Linked DNA regions of Pan troglodytes: region 1 is linked to region 2. The links are chromatin contacts, called in public Hi-C maps. All regions are on one chromosome and are shown on one strand. The core of a region is the stretch at or near the end of the contact, and the rest is flanking DNA. Distances in the headings are between cores, read along the strand shown.

Region 1 (5,034 bases), core at 1,827-4,326, 100 kb before region 2:
CTCAGGGGACATCAGGCCTTTTGATCTGCCCAACATCTGTTCTCTCTTCTGGGACACGACTCTGGCTTCCTCTGTGGGAACCACCCCTACCCAACTCTCAGCCCACCGGGCTTGGGTGGAGTTTTTCCCACTCCACCTGCTGCAGGAGCAGCCATGTGGCCAGGCCTGGCCAATGAGAGCTCCACAGGCCTCCCCAGTCCACAGTGATTGGTGGAGGGTCAGGAATGTAACCTGATTGGGGAAAAGTAAGGCTAGAGATGGGGAAGGGGTGTGTGTTGTGGATTCTAGCAGCTTCCCTGTGTTCTGCAGAAGCAAGAGGAAGAGACTGTCATCTTTCTTGTGGATGGAGGAGTGTTAGGATGTCCTATATAGAAGTGCTATGGCCATTTTGCTGCCATAGGTGAGGAGGACCACGGTGGGGGGAGGTGGGGGAGAGAGTCACTGTGAGCCTAATATCAACACTGTGGAAAGCAGTGAAATGAGAGAAAGAGAAAGAAAAGTCGAATGTTTGGTTTCAGTTCCTGGATCAAGCAATACCTGAAGAAAGAGCCCTCTGGATCCCTGATTTAGCAGAGCTAATAACTTCCTATTAGAAGCAAAGGTGGCTCACGTCTGTAATCCCAGCACTTTGGGAGGCTGAGGCGAGCAGATCACTTTGGGCCAGGAGTTCAAGACCAGCCTGGGCAACATGGCGAAACCTCATCTCTACTAAAATACAAAGATTAGCCAGGCATGGTGGTGCACGCCTGTAATACCAGCTACTTGGGAGGCTGTGGCAGGAGAATCGCTTGAACCTGGAAGGCCAAGGTTGCAGTGAGCTATGATGGTGCCGCTGTCCTCCAAAGAAGCAAAAGTGAAATGTTTTGTGTTGCTTTTAAGTGATATAAGGGGAAAATATGAATTTCATGTTCTAAAATTCTTTTATTCCTCAGCACTTAGAATAATGTGTGCCCTTAAAGCGGTCAAATGAATAACTCCAATAATTATTCTTTAAATGCCCATGTGGTCTTATTTAAACATACACACATACACAGAGCATCAACAAGTAAGTGCAACAGGTGTCATTCCCGTGCAGGTTTTTTTTTTTTTAATTGTTGCAGTAAAGCCACTTAGAAATTAGGCATGGAAAATACCATAGAGAGGCTGCCGCCCCAGCAGAATGGGAAGCATGGGTGTTTGCCATTGTTTCCACCTGGCAAAGACAGCTTGGTCTGAAACATGTTTCCAGCTGTCACAGCACTGAATAAGTTACAGAAAATTGGAACAACAGGTCATATCTTAGCAGAAAATAGTGCAGGAAAAGCGGGACAGAATGGACATCCTGAATCAGCCCAGGCAAGTAGGATGTAAAGTGGGGAAAGTACATCCAAGCAGAAGCAGATTTAGGATGAATGCTTTTGTGGAATTAAACTATTGCTTCTTCTTTTTAAAAAATTATTATTAATATTATGATTATTATTATTATTGATACGGAGTCTCGCTCTGTCACTCAGGCTGGAGTTCAGTGGAACCATCTTAGCTCACTACAACCTCCACCTCCCAGGTTCAAGCGATTCTCCTGCCTCAGCCTCCTGAGTAGCTGAAATTACAGGCACCTGCCACCGCACCTGGCTAATTTTTGTATTTTTAGTAGAGACAGGGTTTCTCCAAGTTGGTGAGGCTGGTCTTGAACTCCTGACTTCAAGTGATCCACCCGCCTTGGCCTCCCAAAGTGCTGGGATTACAGGCGTGAGTCACCGTGCCCGGCCAAATTTATTGAGACAGGGTCTCCCTGTGTTGCACAGCCTGGTCTCAAACTTCTGAGCTCTAGTGATCTGCCTGCCTCGGCCTCCCAAAGTGCTGGAAACTGCACCTGGCTTAAACCATTGCTTCTTAACCAGGGCTACACATCAGAGGTCCTGTGGGAGTTTTTATAATATGTTCATCCCTTAGGCCCAGCCCCATAGCTGCTGCTTCAGTAGGACTGGATAGAGCAGGAGCATCCATAGATTTTTTTTTTTTTTTTTAATCTAGGGTTTATTCTGACTGGCATGCCCAGTTAAAAATCCAGGGTTAAACATTGGGAAATTCTAATTTTGGAAATATAATTGGATTTTTTTTAAGTGGAGGGAAGAAAGTATCATAAAGAGAAATTCTCAAAAGAAAGAAAGAAAGAAACACTTTGGGAGGCTGAGGCAGGATCGCTTAAAGCCAGGAGTTCGAGACCAGCCTGGACAAAATAGTGAGACCTCGTCATTAAAAATAAAAATAAAAATGAGATGGGCGCCGGGCGTGGTGGCTCACGCCTGTAATCCCAGCACTCTGGGAGGCCGAGACAGGTGGATCACCTGAGGTCAGGAGTTCGAGACCAGCCTGGCCAACATGGTGAAACCCCGTCTCTACTTAAAATAAAATTTAAGAAATCAGCTGGGTGTGGCGGTACGCACCTGTAATCCCAGGTACTCGGGAGGCTGAGGCAGGAGAATCGCTTGAACCTGGGTGGCGGAGGTTGCAGTGAGCCGAGATCGTGCCATTGCACTCCAGCCTAGGGGACAAGAGCGAGACTTCGTCTCAAAAAAAAAAAAAAAAAAAAAAAAATTAGATGGGCATGGTGGTTCACACCTGTAACCCCAGCACTTTGGGTGGCTGAGGAAGGAGAATCGCTTGAACCTAGGAGTTCGAGGCTGCAGTGAGCTATGGTTAGCCTGGGCGACATAGCAAGACCCTGTCTCTTACAAAAAAAAAAAAATCAGTGCAGCCCCTTGGATGTTGTCTGATACCTGAAGCTGGTTTTTCCACGTGGCTCCCCTAGATAGAGACTAATCGTCCCCCTGTTTTCCTGTTTCCCTTTTCTGAAAAAGAAAAATGTATCCTCCGGGATAGGACACCCGAGACGCATGGACGGCGCAGACTGGAGCAGCCAGCCGAGCCCTCCGCCTCTGGCCGTGCACACACGTGACATCAGTTCCCGTTCAACAAAGTCGAGATCGCGGGACGGGAGGACTGTGGCCAGGTTATCACATGTATCATATATAACGCGCAGCAATGACCCGGCTCTCCTGCCGGGCGTTGTCCCGCCGGCCTTGCAGCAGAGCCTCGCAGGGTTCGCAGCGTGGGGCGCGAGCGCCCTCTGCCGGACACAGGCGGGCGCCGTGGGCCCGAGACCTTCTTTGCCCTTGGCGCGCCCGGGAGCCGATCTCTACGCGATCCAGGATGAAAGAACCTGCAGTGTTCGGGCTCAGCCCCTCAGGGTTGCCGTTTCAGAGGCAGAAGTGGGAGGACGCACGTCCTGGGGGCGAGAGGCGCCTTTTCAAGCTCTGAACACATGAGGTGGGAAAGTGCTCTGCGCTCCGGGATATTTCTCGGAACCCGCAGAAGCCAGACATGAGCGGTGTTGAGGCTGAATCTCCACTTTGAAAGGTGTCTTTGGTTTCCCTGAGTTGGGAAAGGTTTGTTTTCTTGGCCTCAAATCACCTGGATCAAGGGATCTTAAGGAGGACCTTAATGAGGGTCTGGTGTTTTTATCAAATTATCAGAGGTATGGGATCTTCCCAAGGGTTAAAACCTTCAGCTCGTCCTTCCTTCCCTGGGGTCCCTCCTTCTGAAAGATGGTCCTTCTAAGCGTTAGGGGGCCCCCAAAAGCCTGTGTTAGAAGTAACCCAGGCCGGGCGTGGTGTGGCTCACGCCCATAATCCCAACTACCTGGGAAGCTGAGGCAGGAAGATCGCTTGAGCCTGGGAATTTGAGGCTGCAGTGAGCTATGATCACCCCACTGCCCTCCAGCCTGGACGATAGGAGACCCTGTCTCAGGAAAAAAAAAAAAAAAAAAAAAAAAAAAAGGCAACCCAGATGTCCACCAAGAGGCAAAAAGAGAAGATAAGCGGAGGAAGAATGGCTTAGTGGTTAAGTTTACAGCCTCTGGAACCAGGCCAAGGAGGTTCAACCACAGGCCTGGGCTGTGGTAGGAGCTGGGTCGGGTCAGCAGTGGTTCATAGAAGAGTATGGCAGCCAATTAAAGGAACGAGATGGAGCTCTATGAACTGACTTGGGAAGATGGCCAGTGTGGGTCACCGAGTGAAATGCACAGATTGCAGATCCAATGCATAATATTATTCCATTTGGGGAACAATACAAACTCAAACATGTATGTGGATAAAAGATTTCTAAAAACCATCCAGAAAGATACACATTGAATTATTAATAGTAGTTGCTTCTAGGGAACATTTGGAAGAAGAGCCTATTTTTCTCTTTCCTTTTTCTACTTATATGCAGTTTATATTTGATTTTGAGGCAAGTATTACTTTTGGAGGTGGAAAAAAAGAGAAAAAGGCACTTAGTGGTAGGTTGCTACTAGCTTATCTCGAAGGAAATTGGTAACAGAGATTTACCAATTTACTGTTAATCAACAGTCTACAGGGAGATTTACTTGTCACTGTAAATACCCTTTAGCACTGTTGGAATATTTTCCTATGTGCATACATGCATTTTTATTACAAAAAAAGCTTTAATGTTTTAAAAACAGGGCAATTTAACCTTGTCTTTAGTCCAACAAAAATGTACTGCATGTCAGGTACTCCGCTAAGCCTTGAAGACATGGAAACGACCAAATTGGTGTCTGCCTTGCAGGAGTTTATGGTCTGGCTCAGTGCGCCTCACACTTTTAATGTGCTTCGACATCACCTGGAGCTGGTGTATTGGTTACCTATTGCTGCATAACAAATGACCCCAACACTCAGCAGCTGGAAACAACATTTATCATCTAAAATAGTTGCTGAGGGTCTATCTAATCACTCCTGAGTGATTCAGGAGTGACTTAGCTGGTTGATTCTGGCTTGGGGCCGCTCATGAGGTTGGAGTCAACATGTTGGGGGCTGCAGTCATCTGAAGGCTGAATTGGAGCCAAAGGATTCACTTGCAAGATGGTTTACTCCCATGGCTATTGGCAGGAGGCCTCAGTTCTTGGCCATGTGAGCGTCTCCACAGATTAAGTACTTGAGTATCCTCATGACATGACAGCTAGCTTCCCCAAGAGTAAGTAATCCCAGGGGGAAAGAT
Region 2 (5,134 bases), core at 873-3,372:
CATTTAGAAGGATACACACCTCTTCTTCTTTTTTTAGAGACAGGGTCTAGTTCTGTCACCCAGGCTGGAGCCCAGTGTCACAATCATAGCTTACTGTAACCTCAAACTCCTGGGCTCAAGTGATCCTCCTGCCTCAGCATCCCAAAGTGCTGGATTACAGGCATGAGTCACCATGCCTGGTCACACTTCTCATTCTTTAAACCAGACCTCATTTGTTGCCTCCCCCATCCCCCGCCCCACCCCACGGACTGTCCCATAATGCCCATACAACAGGTCACTGTTTAGAAAGTGCTACAAAGTTACATACACAGTCCCTTCTGAGCCTCCCACCAATGTTGGTGGGTACAAGATCAAAAAAAAAAAAAACTCATCTATCTAAGAGGCATAGAAGACTTTTTAGTTAGAGGGCCCAATTATAGTCCTCCTGAAAAGATGCCAAAAGTCCCCTCAAACACTTAGCAAAGATTCAAGAAAGATGAATCTCACATTCTTTGTATGGGAAATGAGGAACTTGACATCTTCAATATAATGGATTCCACTAAAATAAGATGACTATCAATAGGAACCAACTAAAAAAATACTTGACTAGCTGTTATTGAAAGGCTGAAATTCAGCTGACATAAGCAGTATTAATATTGAGCTAGAAAATAAGTCGCATTGAATCCACCCCAACTTTTGTTTTCTGATTTGGGTCTCTTCTAAATTTTTTTTTCTTCTGGACATTGGGAACAATCCAATTTGAAGGCCTCAATGCCCAAATCTACACTCATGTTTTATTCTATATCCTTGGTTTCTTTTTTGAGACAATCTTGGTCTGTCGCCCAGGCTGGAGTGCAGTGGCGCAATCTCGGCTCACTGCAACCTCCGCCTCCCAGGTTCAAGCTATTCTCTGCCTCAGCCTCCCAAGTAGCTGGGATTACAAGCACCCACCACCACTCCCGGCTAATTTTTGTATCTTTAGTAGAGATGGGGTTTCACCATCTTGGCCAGGCTGGTCTTGAACTCCTGACCTCGTGATCCACCCGCCTCAGCCTCCCAAAGTGCTGGGATTACAGGCGTGAGCCACCACGCCCGGCCCTACATCCTTGGTTTCAGTAAATCTCTATTCTAAAATTGAAAAAGAGAAAACATTGCGGATAAAACTTTACAGCAGGGTCTTGTGTTTTGTTCAGGACAAGATTTGTAAGCTCCAAATGCTACAAGGAACTCTGCCTGAGTGCTGGCAACTTTTTTATCCTGACTGGGCAGCGGTTGTACATATTTCTGTAGAAATTCATGGAGCTGCATACTTTACTGTAATTCTACCCAATACAAAAGATTATAATACTTGGCTGGCTACCATTTATTGTGACTGTCTAGCCACAATGCCAGGCACTGTGCTAGACACATCACACGATTCTCAGCTAATCCCCGCCCCATTCTATTCCCATTTTACTGCTGAAGGATCTGAGGCTCAGAGAAGGCAAGCCACTTACCAAAGGTCCCACAGCAATAAACAGACAAGGCAGAATTCGGTTTCAAGTTGGTCTAACTGTATGTGAAGGCTGAAATGTCCGGGAGGCAGGCACCTCGTACCAGAATGTTAGGCGTGGAGGGGGTGCTCAAATCCTTTCATTTAACAGCAGATGAGGCTATTGAAAGACTGTCTCGGTCAACAGCTGGAAGACAAACCCACCACGGTCCAGACTGCAGTTCTAGTGTCCTTTTGGCCCGGCTGGCTTCCACTGGATTGGATGGGACGCGTTTGTGGAGGGAGCAGGAATAAGGAAGATCTCCTTCCCACCTGCTGTTCCCCAGAGCCGGGAGCACCCGGCGCCGGTGGTGGGAGGGAACAGCGGCCAGGCCGAGCCTCCAGCACCCGGCTCCCTCCGTGCGCCCTCGGACCCCAGGGGCACCGTCCCCGCGCGCGCTCCCTGCCGCCCTACCTGGATGGACCGCCGGCTGCCGGCTGGGCCTGCCGGGCTGGAGCGCACGGCCGCTGGACTCGCTCATGGCCGCGCCCCGCGCTCCTCAGAGGCTGCCGAGGACCCTCTCCAGCCGCCGCCGCCGCCGCCGCCTCCCCGGCCTTCCCTCGCGGAGCCGGGATTCCAGGTTCCGGCGCTGACATCACAGAAGCCGGAGTGGGGCGCCCCCGCGAGGAGCCGAGCATCAGGGACCGCAGAGGGGCTGCAGAGTCCGGGAGATCCGGCAAGGCTCCATCCAGCGGTGGCGACAAGCAGCGACCTCCCTGATGTCTCACTGAGCTTAAAAAATAACAATAGAATGGGCGCACTGGGAGCCCAGTCTCCACCAGGACCCGGTACACCCATGTAACAAACATGCACATGGACCCCCTGCCTCTAAAATCAAACCTGATCTAATAAAGAAATAAATAACAAAAATAACTGGATGGGAGTGGTGGCTCACGTCTGTAATCCTCGCATTTTGGGAGTCCGAGGCTGGAGGACCGCATGAACTCACAAGTTTGAGACCAACCTGGCCAACACAGTGAGACCCCCATCTTTAAAATTAAAAAATAAAAAGTCCACACGCAAAAAACCCCAAGACTCCAAATCAGTGCATCTAGTAAGTTACCATTTGGGAACAAAAAGGAAACCAAAAAATATATTTGTACATGCTTGTAAATGCCTAAGCTATCTCCCTAGAGGGTGCAAAAAACTGGCTACCTGTGGTAGCCCTGGGTGGGGAGCTAGAGGGCCGAGTGAAGAGAAAACCACGTGCAGTGTTTGTCTTTTACGTTTTGCACTATATCCTCGTTTCATCTCTACCTTTGTTCGTGTGCAGGTTAAAAACATAAAATTGCCAGGCGCAGTGGCTCACGCCTGTAATCTCACCACTTTGAGAGGCCGAGGCGGGAGGATCACCTGAGGTCAGGAGTTCGAGACTAGCCTGGCCAACACGGTGAAACCCTGTCTCTACTAAAAATACAAAATTAGCCTGGCATGGTAGTGCACGCCTGTAGTCCCAGCTACCAGGGAGGCTGAGGCAGGAGAATCGCTGGAACCCAGGAGGCAGAGGTTGCAGTGAGCCGAGATCACGCCACTGCACTCCAGCCTGGGCGACAGAAGGAGACTCCATCTCAGAAAAAAAAAGAAAAAGAAAAGTAATTGCTAAATATAAATAAATGGGGGAAATGGAGAGAAATCTCCTGTGCAGATTTTGAAATCATTTACATAGATACTTCAAGGATTACGTAGATACTTACGTAGATACTCCTTAAGTGTGAGTTGCCCATAGCGACATCCTTCCAAAAGAGTGCAGTATGGAAGTGGTGGTGGAAGAGGGTGAGGGTGGGCTTTATATTAGATAATACCTGACAAACACTGTCTCAGACAGATGATCAAAGTTAACATCAGCCAGGCTCAGTCGCTCACACCTGTAATCCCAGCACTTTGGGAGGCCGAGGCAGGTGGATCACTTGAGGTCAGGAGTTCGAGACCAGCCTGGCCAACATGGCGAAACCCTGTCTCTACCAAAAATACAAAAAAATTAGCTGGGCATGGTGGCGGGTGCCTGTAATCCCAGCTACTAGGGAGGCTGAGGCAGGAGAATCTCTTGAACCCAGGAGGCGGAGGTTGCAGTGAGTCGAGATTGCACTACTGCACTCCAGCCTGGGCAACAGAGTAAGACTCTATCTCAAAAAAAAAAAGTAAATAAGTAAATAAGTTAACATCAACATTAAGCCATGAGGATAGAGTGCACCCTTCCTACGATGGGATGAGAAGGACACTTTACCTCTGTGGTCATAAGAAAAATATCAGACAAATTCAACTGAGGGGCATTCTACAGAATACCTGATTAGTATTCCTCAAAACTGTCAAGGTCATTTAAAAAAAAAAAAAAAAAGGAGGCTGGAGACTGGGTGTGGTGGCTCATGCCTGTAATCCCAGCACTTTGGGAGGCCAAGGCAGGTGGATCGCAAGGTCAGGAGTTCAAGACCAGCCTGGCCAAGATGGTGAAACCCTGTCTCTACTAAAAAAATACAAAAAAATAGCTGTGTGTGGTGGCGGGCACCTGTAACCCCAGCTACTCAGGAGGCTGAGGCGGAGAATTGCTTGAACCCAGGAGGCGGAGCTTGCAGTGAGCCGAGATTGTGCCACTGCACTCCAGCCTGAGCGACAGAGTGAGACTCCGTCTCAAAAAAAAAAAAAAAAAAAGGCTGGATGCAGTGGCTCATGCCTATAATCCCAGCGCACTTTAGAAGGCTGAGGTAGGAGGATGGCTTGAGCCCAGGAGTTGGAGACTAGCCTGAGCAACATAGTGAGACCCCATCTCTCCAAAAAATTTTAAAAATTATCTGAATGTGGTGGTGCACGCCTATAATCTGAGCTACTCAGTTCCTGGAACACAAGTTAAAACACATTAAAAACTATGGAAATCTTAATAAAGTAGAGACTTCAGTTAATAGTCATGTATCACTCTTGGTTCATTAATTGCGAGATGTTGGATATAAGATGTTAATAGTAGGGGAAACTGGGCGTGGGCCATGTGAAAACTCACTATCTTATCCTCAAAGTTTTTCTGTAGATCTAAAAGTATTCCAAAACAGAAAATTATGTGTGTGGGTAAGTAATTTCCTGGCTCAAAATAAAGCTACTTTTTATTTATTTATTTATTTTGAGACAGAGTCTCACTCTGTTGCCCAGGCTGGCGGCAGTGGCACAATCTTGGCTCACTGCAACCTCTGCCTCCCAGGTTCAAGCAATTCTCCTGCCTTAGCCTCCCGAGTAGCTGGGATTACAGGCACCTGCCACCACGCCGGCTAATTTTTGTATTTTTAGTAGAGATGGTGTTTCGCCATGTTGGCCAGGCTGGTCTCAAACCACCAACCTCAAGTGATTCGCCCGTCTTGGCCTCCCAAAGTGCTGGGATGACAGGCATGAGCCACCATGCCCAGCTGATAAAAGCTGTTTTTATTGTGGTTAAGGGTAAGGTCACTGGATGGGAACGTGGTTTCTGATTATTTCCTATGTGAGCTGGACCATGTGCCACAAACTTTCTGAGCCTGTTTTCTCATCTGTAAAATGGGGATATAAGACTAGAGCTTAGGTCCAGGGCTGTGGCAACAACAACTGCCTAGGGGCAGCCTAAATTTCTATTGATCGGAGAGGGGTTAAATAAATTTTGACACATC

What was found. A called contact is a pair of places that touch in the nucleus more often than the background predicts.
Region 1: a contact with region 2 is called in a Hi-C map of stem cell-derived neural progenitor cells, with 2.4 times the contacts expected there. The contact joins the enhancer-like site here to the promoter of TMC7 in region 2. A contact is called at or near these places in 1 of 7 Hi-C or Micro-C datasets (stem cell-derived neural progenitor cells) and 1 of 1 datasets of contacts at active chromatin or transcription factors (stem cell-derived excitatory neurons).

Annotation. Positions count from the first base shown.
Region 1 is chr18:21,711,778-21,716,811 of NHGRI_mPanTro3-v2.0_pri, reverse strand. No RefSeq gene overlaps it. Among named protein-coding and RNA genes, the nearest start is that of COQ7, 20 kb to the right of the region's middle. Within about 2 kb of position 3,076, at least 9 of the 24 cell types and tissues checked have an H3K27ac peak or open chromatin away from gene starts, as enhancers often do. A contact at or near this core is called in stem cell-derived neural progenitor cells, where this site is marked.
Region 2 is chr18:21,609,381-21,614,514 of NHGRI_mPanTro3-v2.0_pri, reverse strand. TMC7 (transmembrane channel like 7) reads right to left here and starts at 2,122. Exons shown (of 16, transcript XM_510854.8): 1 at 1,926-2,122. The coding sequence starts at 1,992.